Regions from separate parts of the Mus musculus genome. Here regions 2, 3 and 4 are each linked to region 1. The links are chromatin contacts, called in public HiChIP or PLAC-seq maps. All regions are on one chromosome and are shown on one strand. The core of a region is the stretch at or near the end of the contact, and the rest is flanking DNA. Distances in the headings are between cores, read along the strand shown. Region 1 holds the start of Ccna2 (cyclin A2). Region 2 holds the start of Fgf2 (fibroblast growth factor 2). Region 3 holds the start of Bbs12 (Bardet-Biedl syndrome 12 (human)). Region 4 has its middle 32 kb from the start of Cetn4.

Region 1 (2,558 bases), core at 38-2,537:
CAAAATCTAGGAAGCAGCTTTGAAAACCAAAGTTTACCTTTGTAAATCATTTACCAGCAAATTGTCTTAATCTGATTGACTTCATGATAAAACCTGATTTAAACTGACACGAAGCTTTTTCTATTTTTTTTTTAAATCCCACTGAGTGCAAGTATTCACCTGTTTATTGTAAAAGCATTGCCATTTTGTTAGCAGATATCAGCACTCAGTCTCATTGGACCAATATAAAAAGTATCAATGGTATATTCTTTTTCTCTTCCTAAAATATACTTTTTTTCAAGGGTCTTGTATAAATAATAGACAACTTGAGTTGTCTCTGTGTTACATCTTGAAAACTCAAAGGTGCAGTAATTTCCCAGACCTCTGCACCCAGTAAGCCCATGGGTGAAGTGCTTCAGTTCAGACGTTCTTCCTGATGCAGCAGCAGTCAGTCGCTGGGATGCAGGGTGCACCGACACAGATTCAGAATCGCGACCAGTGGCTTGTCTAGGTCAGCAGTTGCAACCCATTGTTAGAAGGTTATCAAATATTTATGTCTTGAAAGTTGCTTCAAACCTTCTCCACATACACATCTGTTTTTAAAAACACCAACCTCTTCCAGGCTTGTATGTGTTGAATAATGGAGTCTCAGGTGGTGAGAGAATGCCACATGCATTGTTAAAAGAACTAATCAATAACAAGAAATAATATTTTTCTTCGTAGGTATGATTACTGATCTTTTTATAGATAAATTTAAGTTCAAAGGCACTAATGTAAAAACCAAAGTACCCATGCTCCTGGAGATTCTCGACAGCTACGACCAGAACACACTGATTTCTTTCTTCGATGCAGCATGAAAGATAAACAAGGTAGGCCAACAGGACAGCCGAAGAAGCAAGCAGAGCCTGATCAGACCCGAGGCACCTCAGATGGACGTCCCACATGTAATCAGAAGAGTGACGGCCTCTAAGCATCCCCCTACGAGTACCCATGAAAGTCCTTTTTATTGTGTACTTGAGGGGAAAAGAAGATCTTTTAGTCATTCATTTCAGGGGAATATTGCATTGAAAGTTTTAGAATACTATTAAATAAGAGCAAATAAGCTGTCTTTTGTTTTCAAAGGGTAGTTATGAAAACAATGATTACATTTTATTATATTTTATGTATGATTCTTAACTATTAAATGTGAACATTTAAGGTAATATACTTGTGTCTTTATATATTTATTTAGGTTTTGTATATATTTCTCTGTGTGTGTGTGTTTGGGTTGGTTTTTTTTTTTTTTTTTGTGGTTTTTGTTTTGTTTTGTTTTTCGAGACAGGGTTTCTCAAGACAGGATTTCTTTGTGTAGCTGACCTGGAACTAACTCTGCAGTCCAGGCTGGCCTTGCACTCAAGAGATCCACCTGCCTCTGCCTCCTGAGATGCCCGGAAAAGGCTTGGCCATCGCCTCCTGGCTGCCCGGTTTTCTTATGAACACTTTTTTTCTACTTTTGAGACATCATCTCACTACATAGCTGACTTGGACTAACTTGAATTCAGAGATCTGAAACTCTGGGATTAAAGGTATGTACCACAATGCACTTCATTTCTAAATGTAATATCTATTTGGGTCAGTGGAACTTCATGGTCTGATGTCACAACCAAGGATTAGCAAAATTAATGGACAGCTGAATTTCTTGTAGTACACCACTTGTTATCAACAATAGCTCATGTTGGCATTTTAAATTAACCCATCTTTAATTGGGGGTGGGGGTGGGGTAGTTTACTGGAATGCGGGGCATAGAGACACGCCTTTAATCCCAGATCAGTGAGCTCTGATAACGGATATCAGTGAGTCACAGGACAATTGGGACAGCATTATGAGACCCTGCCTCAAAATCAAACAACAAACAAATGATATACAGGAGAGGTGAAACAATAGTAAACAGTAAAAGTTCCAGCGTTTCCCTATGTTGTATGGCAGCATCACAGAGAAAGAGAAAGGAGTAGTGTACCCAGGACGGGGCAGTTTGTCATTCAGATCCATACGCTCCTGCCTAGGCGCCACCCAGCGACCAGGAGAAGGCGCTTCACCCCTTAGCTGAGGCGAAGGCCGACACCTCGAGGCCCCGAGGGCTTGTCTGGACCGCCCAGCGGCTCCGGCAGGATCCTATGAGGCTACAGATCCACTGAGCAGCAGAGATCGGCCGAAAGCGGCCGCCCGCCCCGCCCTCCTCTGCGCAGGCGCGTCCTCAGGCTCCCGCCCTGTAAGATTCCCGTCGGGCCTTCGCTCGCGGCGACCGGCGCTTCTGGTGACGTCACGGACTCCGGACGCCCTCATTGGTTTATTTCAATAGTCGCGGGCTACTTGAACTACAAGACCAGCAGCCGGCGGGCGGCGCGCAGCTCGCGGCTCCTGGGCTCTACGCTCCTCCCGCCTGCAGCCTCTGCTCCGCGGGTCGGCCGCCAGGGTCCCGCGCTGCTCCGGAGCGGCGGGCGCTGTGCACGCTCTGCCGCCGACAGAACCGGACCGGAGCCGCGATGCCGGGCACCTCGAGGCATTCGGGTCGCGATGCGGGCTCAGCCCTGCTCTCGCTG
Region 2 (2,558 bases), core at 18-2,517, 780 kb before region 1:
CTTGGGCCTTTTGTAGCTAGTGGCTCTTCAAGTGTGGTCCCCAGACAAGCATTTAGAATAGAAACTCAGAAATGGCGGGTGTTTCCTCCCTGCCTCAGGAGGCTGGGTCCAATCTGTGACAGCAAACGCTGCAGGTGACGTCTAGGAGCCCTTAAAGTTGAGCCTACTGATTTAGGAGAGGATTGTTTCCCGACCTATATCCATGACTGGATATATTTCTATGACAAAATCCAAGCTGTAATTCTTATCTCGCCCTCAAGGTACCTGCAAGGTAGGTTCCCCCACTTCAGTGCTATCAAGGGATCTGCACTTCACACTGAAACAAGGTCTGCCCTGCTTTACTAAGGAAGTCACAGGTTGGTTTGCTAGTCTCTTGTCTGTTTTGGCTCCCTTAGCTTTCCTCTTTGGAGTAACTTGGAGACACTGGGTGGGTGGAGAATGTGATAGCTGTGAGAGGAAGGGCCGCATCCCTGTGGTTTGTCACCAAGTCAGAGTTGAAGGGCGGGGGTTTCAGCTGAAGAACATTTCATCCTGCCTCTGTTTCCGTGGGTGACTGCAGGATGCCAAGGAGCTCCAGAGCCCTGGTTGAGACACGCCTACCTCCAACCCCCAAGAGCCTCGGGTCCCTTGTCTCAAGCATCCTGGCATCCAGGATGCAACAGGTGGCCTCTGAGAGACCAGCCCACCTGGAGTTGCGGCAGGGGCGGAGGTGGGGTTGGGTGGGGAGAGGTGCAGTGCGGGGACCCTATTCCTGAGGAGGACACAGGAATGAAGCTGCTTTCCTGTACCCCTGGGTCCACGGTGCCTAGGGGCCGCGTCTTAGTGTCCCAAGTCCCCGGGGGCGAGGGAGCAGTGTGGTCTAGACCATGCACGCGGGTGGGAAGTGGCAACTCACCGTGTGGGTCGCTCTTCTCGCGGACGCCATCCACGCGGCCGTCGGGATGGATGCGCAGGAAGAAGCCGCCGTTCTTGCAGTAGAGCCGCTTGGGGTCCTTGAAGTGGCCTGGTGGGAAGGCGGCGCCGCCGTCCTCCGGCAGTGCGGGAAGCGAGGTGATGCCGCTGGCAGCCATGGCCCTTCCGCGGCCCCGGGACCCCGCTGTGGCAGCTCTTGGGGCTCCCCGGCCCCGACCCCGGCCTCGGCCCCCCAGCGCGGCTCGCCCGCGGGCTGCCAGCCTCCCAGTCCGTGTCCCGCCGGGCTCCCAGCCCAGTGCAGCCGGACTCTTCCTGAAGCCGAGAGAGCCCCTTGAGTGTACAACGGCCCGGGGCCGCGTCACCCCGCGTCCCCGCCTGCACCCCGGCCCCGTGCGCCCCCGCCCCGCGCGCCGCCTCCTCCCCACGCCCGGCGCCTCCAAGTTGCAAAGAATCTGTCCCGCTAGGCAGAGCTTTCTCCAGGAGACTGCGGTGACGCAGCTCCTAAAGTTTAAATGCAAGTTTCTAACTTTCTCCGCTCCTGCCTTTTAACAGAGGGTCTGAACTGGGGAGGGATCAAGTCAGGCTTTGGAAATCTCCAGTCCCGTAGAGCACAAGCTGTGTAAGGATAGGGTGCGGGAGACAGAGGCCTGCAATGGGGTGCCTGGGTTTCCTTTCTGGGCACCCAGCCCGAGACAGCGTGGGAAGATGAAAACCGCTTGAGTCCTCAACACGTAAGAGCCCAGAACTGGCGCTTGCCCTGCCTCAGTTGTTAGATGTTTCTTGGAAAGAACCGAGTCTCACAAAATTGCAGTTAATTGCAGTTGGCAATTTTCAGTCGACCCCAATAGGCTTGACCCCAATAGATTGTCTGCACCTCTGTCCTGAAACTAGATAGCTTTTCTCCCCTACCTGTGGGGGTGCACCTCTACAGTGAGGGTGTTTGCCAAACTACCATTTGGAAAACCTGCACACATCAATGCTCTGTGCTCCAAGGCTCTGCGGAGAGGCACCGCGACAGAAAGGGTTAAGGCCAGGAGGGTGACCAAGAGAACTGCTCTGAAGAGTCACACACCACAGGAGTACCTCACTGCGGGGGGTCGGGGGGGGGGAGGAGAAATGTAGATTTAGGGAAGCTTCTAGAAGTGTCACTATGAGTTAGCTGTAGGTCATCCTGAAGGGCATCTACTTATCGTCTTCAGTCTTCTCAGAGGTCTTCACTCTGTGTGGTGGGCGTTAGCAAATTCTCCAAAGCTGGAAGACCAAGCCTTTTCTCCGTTGTGTACCAAGCAGAGGAGTGTGTGTTGTGTGCATATTCGTTTTCCTCTTGCCTCCTGCTAGGTTCATAGCCAAAGTCTTTACAGCATGAGACAAATTAACATGAAAAGATACTAACTTATTTAATGTAAACCTGGAATCCTTGAAAGGAAATAAAGACCTAAAAGCCACACAGAGACCTGTGTGTTTTCAGTCAAGTTGGAAGAGGATGTGTTTAATTGTAGAGAATGGTTTTTGAAGAGGGTGCCAGCTAATGGGCAGAAACTGGTGTGAGGAACTTAGTAAGTCTTGGTTGTTCTGATTCTGTGTCTCTGTCTTCAGAGATGGGAACTCCCTGACCTGTAAGTATATGGTGGGCACTTCTCAAATGT
Region 3 (2,558 bases), core at 44-2,543, 740 kb before region 1:
TCTCATTTGCTTTTCAGGGGTTACGTTTAAAAGCTCTGCGTTTTTTTGATAGGTATAACTAGGATTTTCATCTCCTCAGAACTAAGTCTGGTGTCCTCTCCAGTCTACTCCTAACACTATAATCTAACCACAACACTCCACTGCTTAGCAGCCTCTCAGAAAATAGTCTTTACTCCTGTTTAGCACAGGGAGTTCCTATAAAAGTGAGTCACATCCTTTCACTTCTGTACTGAGAATCTTACAAAGTCTCCCTAACTCACTCACATAAAGGCCTTGTCCCCACACAGCACGAAAACCCACACTTCTTCCTTTCTGACTCATCTGCTGTGCTCAGGCCTTCTCTGTGCTTTTAGACTATGCAAAGCATGCTCCCTGTCTCAGTATTTCTAAGTGTCCCTCTTTCTGGAATGTTCTTCTTCAAGGAACCTACTGCCTAAGCTATCTTTAACCTATCATAAACCATAACCTCTAACACTAGAACATCCAAATTCCTAAATCATGGTGATGTAAGATTTATTTAGGTTTAGCAGCCTTTTGATAGTCATCAGATCAAATGATATTCAGGAATGTCTAAAAGGCAGCTTCCACCCCCCTCTCCTCCCCCCCCCCACCCCGGTGTGTGTGTTTGTGTGTATGAGCGCGGGAATGCCTGCCTATCTGTCTGACTAATATTCGTTTCTGGGTTTCAGAAATCTATTTAAAATTAGTATTAATTATGACTCTGAAAACTGTCCAAGTGTAACTTTTCGGATGCGATACGTGCCTTGAAAAAAAACCAATAGATTATAGGTAAATGATTTAATACTTTACTTCACTCACAAAATATTATGACTTTACATCCTTTGAGTTCCCATTGGGAAAACTTAAGGCAGGAAAACTGGCTTCTACCATAAGGACAAACTTACCCCAGGAACCTAAGGAGATTTAAGGATTACAACCTGAGTGTCTGCGACGTGAGGCAGCGGCTTTGGGAATGCGCCACGTTTTACTCAGCACACTAGGAAAAGATTGCTTTGCACTGTTTTCAGCCCAGGAGAAGGCCCACGCCGTCCTCGGTCCCAGGCTGGCGTCCCGCCCCGCAAGGACGCCCCCACCCACCCACCTCTCGGGCTCCATGCCGCCGCGCGCCCTCGGGCGGCTCTGGGCCGGAAGGCCGCAGGGCTGTTGGCCCGGTGTGTAAAGAGTCTGGGGACACGCGTGACGGAGCACTCGCCCCCACCCTCCCTGGCTTCCTGCCCCTAGGGTCCACGACCCTCCTCACCACGCGCGGATCTGCACAGCGCCGGAACCCAGCCAGTCCCGCCTGCTTGAGCGCGGTCAGAGCTCTCTTGTCTTTCCATTGGGCGCAATGGTCGTCAATCACGGAAGCTGGTGGGCGGGCTTGCGCGCTGAGCGCTGCTATAGCAACCGCCTGTCGGGAGCAAACGCGGGCCGCGGAGGGGAGAGCGGCTGTTGCGCGGGCGCGGGCAGGGGCGCAGGGAGGGGATATGGTGAGTGCTGTGGGACCCTGGTGTTCTTCCCAGCTTACTGCCTTCCGTGTCAGGATCTTTAGTAGCTAAGCCAGGGAGAACAGAGATGGGTCTCCCTTTCCATTTATCCACCAACGCCTGCAGTCTATGAGGGTTGGCCCAGCGATAAAGAGATACGACCCTGGGGCACGGAGACCACTGCAGACAGACTTCAAGACAGGGAAGCGAGCATAGCAGAGGCCATCAACCTCGGGCCACCAACATCCTGCGGGCCATCAACTCAGCCGCTGAAGGAACAGGAACCACTGAGGGTCAGGGAGCCACCAACTCATCTGCTGACTGGAAGTGGGGTACCTAGCTAACCACTGATGATCAGGGGACCAGCAATTCTTTCACGGAGAGGAAGGGGCCCACTGACTCAATCCTGATGGCCAGGGGCTCATCAACTCAGGCCACTCAAAGCTAAAGGGTCACTGACTTCTTGCTGAAAAAAAAAAAAAAAAATGATGACTCAGGTGACTTCCCTAGGCTCTAGAAGACCACTCAGGCCACTCAAAGCTAAAGGGTCACTGACTTATTGCTGAAAAAAATGGTGACTCGGGTGACTGCCCTAGGCTCTAGAAGACCACTCAGGCTCATCAACTCAGGCCACTTAAAGGGTCACTGACTTCTTGCTGAAAAAAAAAATGGTGACTCAGGTGGCTGCCCTAGGCTCTAGAAGACCACTCATCAGAATCTGCAGCTCTAGAACCAAGAATCCGAAGTGACCACAGCCAATAGGCCACTTAGATCCTCAGCCACCTCCAGGGCTTCCCCACTCCACTTGCAGAGAGGAGAATCTACAGTGATTCTGTGACCTACTTTGGTGACATAAAGAAGCAAACAGCAGACAGATCCTTCATCTTCCACATGTTGGGTGTATCCGCATAATTGGTCAAACATTCTCATGCGTATCTGTGGAGCAGACGTTCACCATAACCAGGGTTTTTTACTTTTGTGTTTTTGTGGTGCAGGATGATTGTGTTCTAGTATGCATGCCCCTGTGCTGTTTGCTGCTTTGTGGGTTCTTTTCTCTTCCACTCTTTCCTA
Region 4 (2,558 bases), core at 27-2,526, 710 kb before region 1:
GTGATCGTCCTCTGTCTTATTGACAAGTGAATTACACCTCAAATATTCATTAGCACACAGTCAGAGCCCTGTCCAGTAAGCCGGGTTGTCTTCTACTTGACAAATGCACCCAAACTTACTGTGATGTTAAGATACCCATTGTATTGATAATAACCTCTCCAGTTCTGTATATTTTCAAAATGCAGCTAGTCAGAAAAAAAAAAAAACTAGTCAAATCGGTAAGGCATGTGCCTCTTTTTAAAAGTGGATGTTAAATTTACAACTTATCGTTTTTTAATTAATTCTCATTTCAATATTACAATTCATTGGAAACTATCATCTAAGCATTCTGTCATTTCAAAATATATTTATCTTTAATTAGAAAAAATTCAATTTAACTAGAATTGGGCCATGCCAAACTTTCCAAAATATTACACTTGAAGTTTTGGTTGATGGTTGTCATCTTCCTAGTGTTAATGTACAAAGTGAAGAATAACCCTGATCACGACTTGCAGTCATTTTTATTCAGAAAAGAAAACCTCCTCCCACAGTTATTGGAGGCCCCAATGGCCCCTAGAAGTTCGTGCAATAATTGCTTTCAAAGGAATGTATGAGTCGCTTTTCTAGGCAGTCACCCACTCCTTTCTCTGATGATTAGAATTTCAAAAGTGAAAACATCACTTTTTCTTATTGTTACCGAAGCTGGATCATGAACGTCAAGATTCAGGGCACTAGGGAAGTGCAGGTCAAGTGTAAGATGCCAGGAACCATCGGCCACTTTCACGCAGAGCCTTCCCATCACTGCTCATGGAGGGTGTGTGAGCTCCCGGGCAGCCACCTGCACAACTTTCCACTGCGTGGAATTCCATCCGTTTAATCAAACCGAAACAAAAGGTAGTGTTGAGGTCCTTGGACCTTAAAAGATTTCCTTCCTGATACATTATCTTGTTAACCCATTACATCATTCAAAAAACCAAATACCCCAGCTCAGCACACAGGAAATGTAAGAAAAAGAGGAACTAGAAAACATAATGTTATACACGTGTATACCACACACAGACACAGACAGAATATAGAAAACTCAATCATTTATTAAACACGTGTAAGGGGACTTAGTATGTTTGAAATTATAAGCCTTGCCGATTAGTTTTTCTAATTTTGCAAAGAAAGTAATAAATTATGACACAATCCTAATTGGTGGTAGAATTATGTGACAGGGGTCTACACTTACATGCACAGAACATGCAGCTGCTTCAGCCCTGTGCCACTGATGCTGCCATCCTATGGGCCCAGGTTCTGCTGGAACTCAGGAGGTTTAGACACATGGACGAATGAGTAACCACTCAGTATCCCTGTGGCTTCAATCTCAGTCTGTTTAAATACAAGACAAATGACAACTTCAGCTAGTTCTGGCAGTTGCATTGGGTGATTCTGTCTTTGATACATGTCCCAACCTTCAGGATTTCTCCCTTGGGAAGCTTTCCTATGCTCTGAGGTATGACGGTGAAGAGATGGGCATCTAGGCACCAGAGTAGCTTGTGTCCTCTGAGATCTGGCTGCCTGGGAGCCTGCCTGTTCTGAGATCTGAGACTGAGTTATCTGATCTGGTCTCTCTCAGTTTGGTGTGACCTCCTCTCAGTGGTGGCTTGGGCCACAACAGTCAGTTGATGCCTGGCTTCAGAGTCCTGTTGGGAAACCAGGACCACCAGCTGCCTTCTGTAGCCTTCTTCCTGGCAGTGGGTATTTCTGAGCTTTGTGTTGTTTGAGCATCAAGGGAAATTAAGAAACAAAAAACAAAACCCAAACAACAACAACAACAACAACAACAAAACCCACAAACAAACAAAACAACTTGTGTTTTATAAAAAGAAAAGGAAGCTAGGGATATGTTTGGTAGAGGCGCAGTATGGTGAGGTGGAAGGGGGTGCATCTTCCCGCCCATGCTAAGACATCCCTTTCCTCTGAGGTACCAGCCATATGATGGATATAGTATGGAATAGAGTCTATTTAGGGCATGGGGAGGGGAGTTGAGGAGGGAGTAGAGAGAGAGAAAGGCAGAGAGAGAAAGAGAGGAGAGACTGGGGGTGGGGGGAGAGGCCAGTCAGGAACCTGTGGAGAGAGAGGGAGAGGGGGAGAGGAATGGGGAAAGAAGGGTGTGTGTGTGTGTGTGTGTGTGTGTGTGAGAGAGAGAGAGAGAGAGAGAGAGAGAGAGAGAGAGAGAGAGAGAGAGAGGGGAGGGGGCAGACAGGCCCCTTTAGAGTGAGCCAGAATACCTAGCTGTTGCCAGGTAACTGTAGTACCTAGAAGGAATACCAACATTCCTCCATTTTGGTTTAATTTAAAAAAGGAAATATTAGAAAGAGGTGATGATGAAGCAGGAATAGGGTTGTCATGATCTTTAGCTACTTCCTGCTGACTTTGGGGTGACATGTCTCTGGGAAGCCTAAGAAAATGAGTATGGGGATGTTGGTCCAGTCTTAGGAGAGTTGGCTATTTCCTTGCTGTCCAGGGTCTGTGGATAGGAAGGAGCAGGTCCAGTAAAAGTATCTGTGTCTGTGAGAATAGATCGGAGCATCTCT

The links. HiChIP or PLAC-seq counts read pairs in DNA pulled down with a chosen protein or histone mark.
Region 2: a contact with region 1 is called in an H3K27ac HiChIP or PLAC-seq map of embryonic stem cells, with 3 times the contacts expected there. The contact joins the promoter of Fgf2 here to the promoter of Ccna2 in region 1. A contact is called at or near these places in 1 of 39 promoter capture datasets (embryonic stem cells), 1 of 115 datasets of contacts at active chromatin or transcription factors (embryonic stem cells) and 1 of 9 other capture datasets (adipose tissue).
Region 3: a contact with region 1 is called in an H3K4me3 HiChIP or PLAC-seq map of pro-B cells, with 3 times the contacts expected there. The contact joins the promoter of Bbs12 here to the promoter of Ccna2 in region 1. A contact is called at or near these places in 7 of 39 promoter capture datasets (the C10 cell line, the HPC-7 cell line, cranial neural crest and 2 more), 1 of 484 Hi-C or Micro-C datasets (CD4 T cells), 9 of 115 datasets of contacts at active chromatin or transcription factors (the 230-238 cell line, embryonic stem cells, extraembryonic endoderm stem cells and 3 more) and 1 of 9 other capture datasets (liver).
Region 4: an H3K4me3 HiChIP or PLAC-seq map of pro-B cells shows a contact between it and region 1, with 5 times the contacts expected there. The contact joins the enhancer-like site here to the promoter of Ccna2 in region 1. A contact is called at or near these places in 7 of 39 promoter capture datasets (the C10 cell line, the HPC-7 cell line, cranial neural crest and 2 more), 2 of 15 datasets of contacts at CTCF or cohesin (embryonic stem cells and pro-B cells) and 5 of 115 datasets of contacts at active chromatin or transcription factors (the 230-238 cell line, embryonic stem cells, large pre-B cells and 1 more).

The regions. Positions count from the first base shown.
Region 1 is chr3:36,571,767-36,574,324 of GRCm38.p6, reverse strand. Ccna2 (cyclin A2) reads left to right here and starts at 1,287. Exons shown (of 9, transcript NM_009828.3): 1 at 1,287-1,544; 2 at 2,022-2,558. The coding sequence starts at 2,502. It overlaps Bbs7 (Bardet-Biedl syndrome 7 (human)), which reads left to right. Exons shown (of 19, transcript NM_027810.3): 19 at 703-1,182. The coding sequence ends at 836.
Region 2 is chr3:37,347,362-37,349,919 of GRCm38.p6, reverse strand. Fgf2 (fibroblast growth factor 2) reads right to left here and starts at 1,267. Exons shown (of 3, transcript NM_008006.2): 1 at 896-1,267. The coding sequence starts at 1,070. It overlaps Fgf2os (a long non-coding RNA gene), which reads left to right and starts at 79. Exons shown (of 4, transcript XR_003954461.1): 1 at 79-271.
Region 3 is chr3:37,311,289-37,313,846 of GRCm38.p6, reverse strand. Bbs12 (Bardet-Biedl syndrome 12 (human)) reads right to left here and starts at 1,293. Exons shown (of 2, transcript NM_001008502.2): 1 at 1,262-1,293. Cetn4 (centrin 4) reads left to right here and starts at 1,401. Exons shown (of 5, transcript NM_145825.2): 1 at 1,401-1,490. The coding sequence starts at 1,488.
Region 4 is chr3:37,279,424-37,281,981 of GRCm38.p6, reverse strand. No RefSeq gene overlaps it. Among named protein-coding and RNA genes, the nearest start is that of Cetn4, 32 kb to the left of the region's middle. Within about 2 kb of position 1,276, at least 44 of the 459 cell types and tissues checked have an H3K27ac peak or open chromatin away from gene starts, as enhancers often do. A contact at or near this core is called in the HPC-7 cell line and pro-B cells, where this site is marked.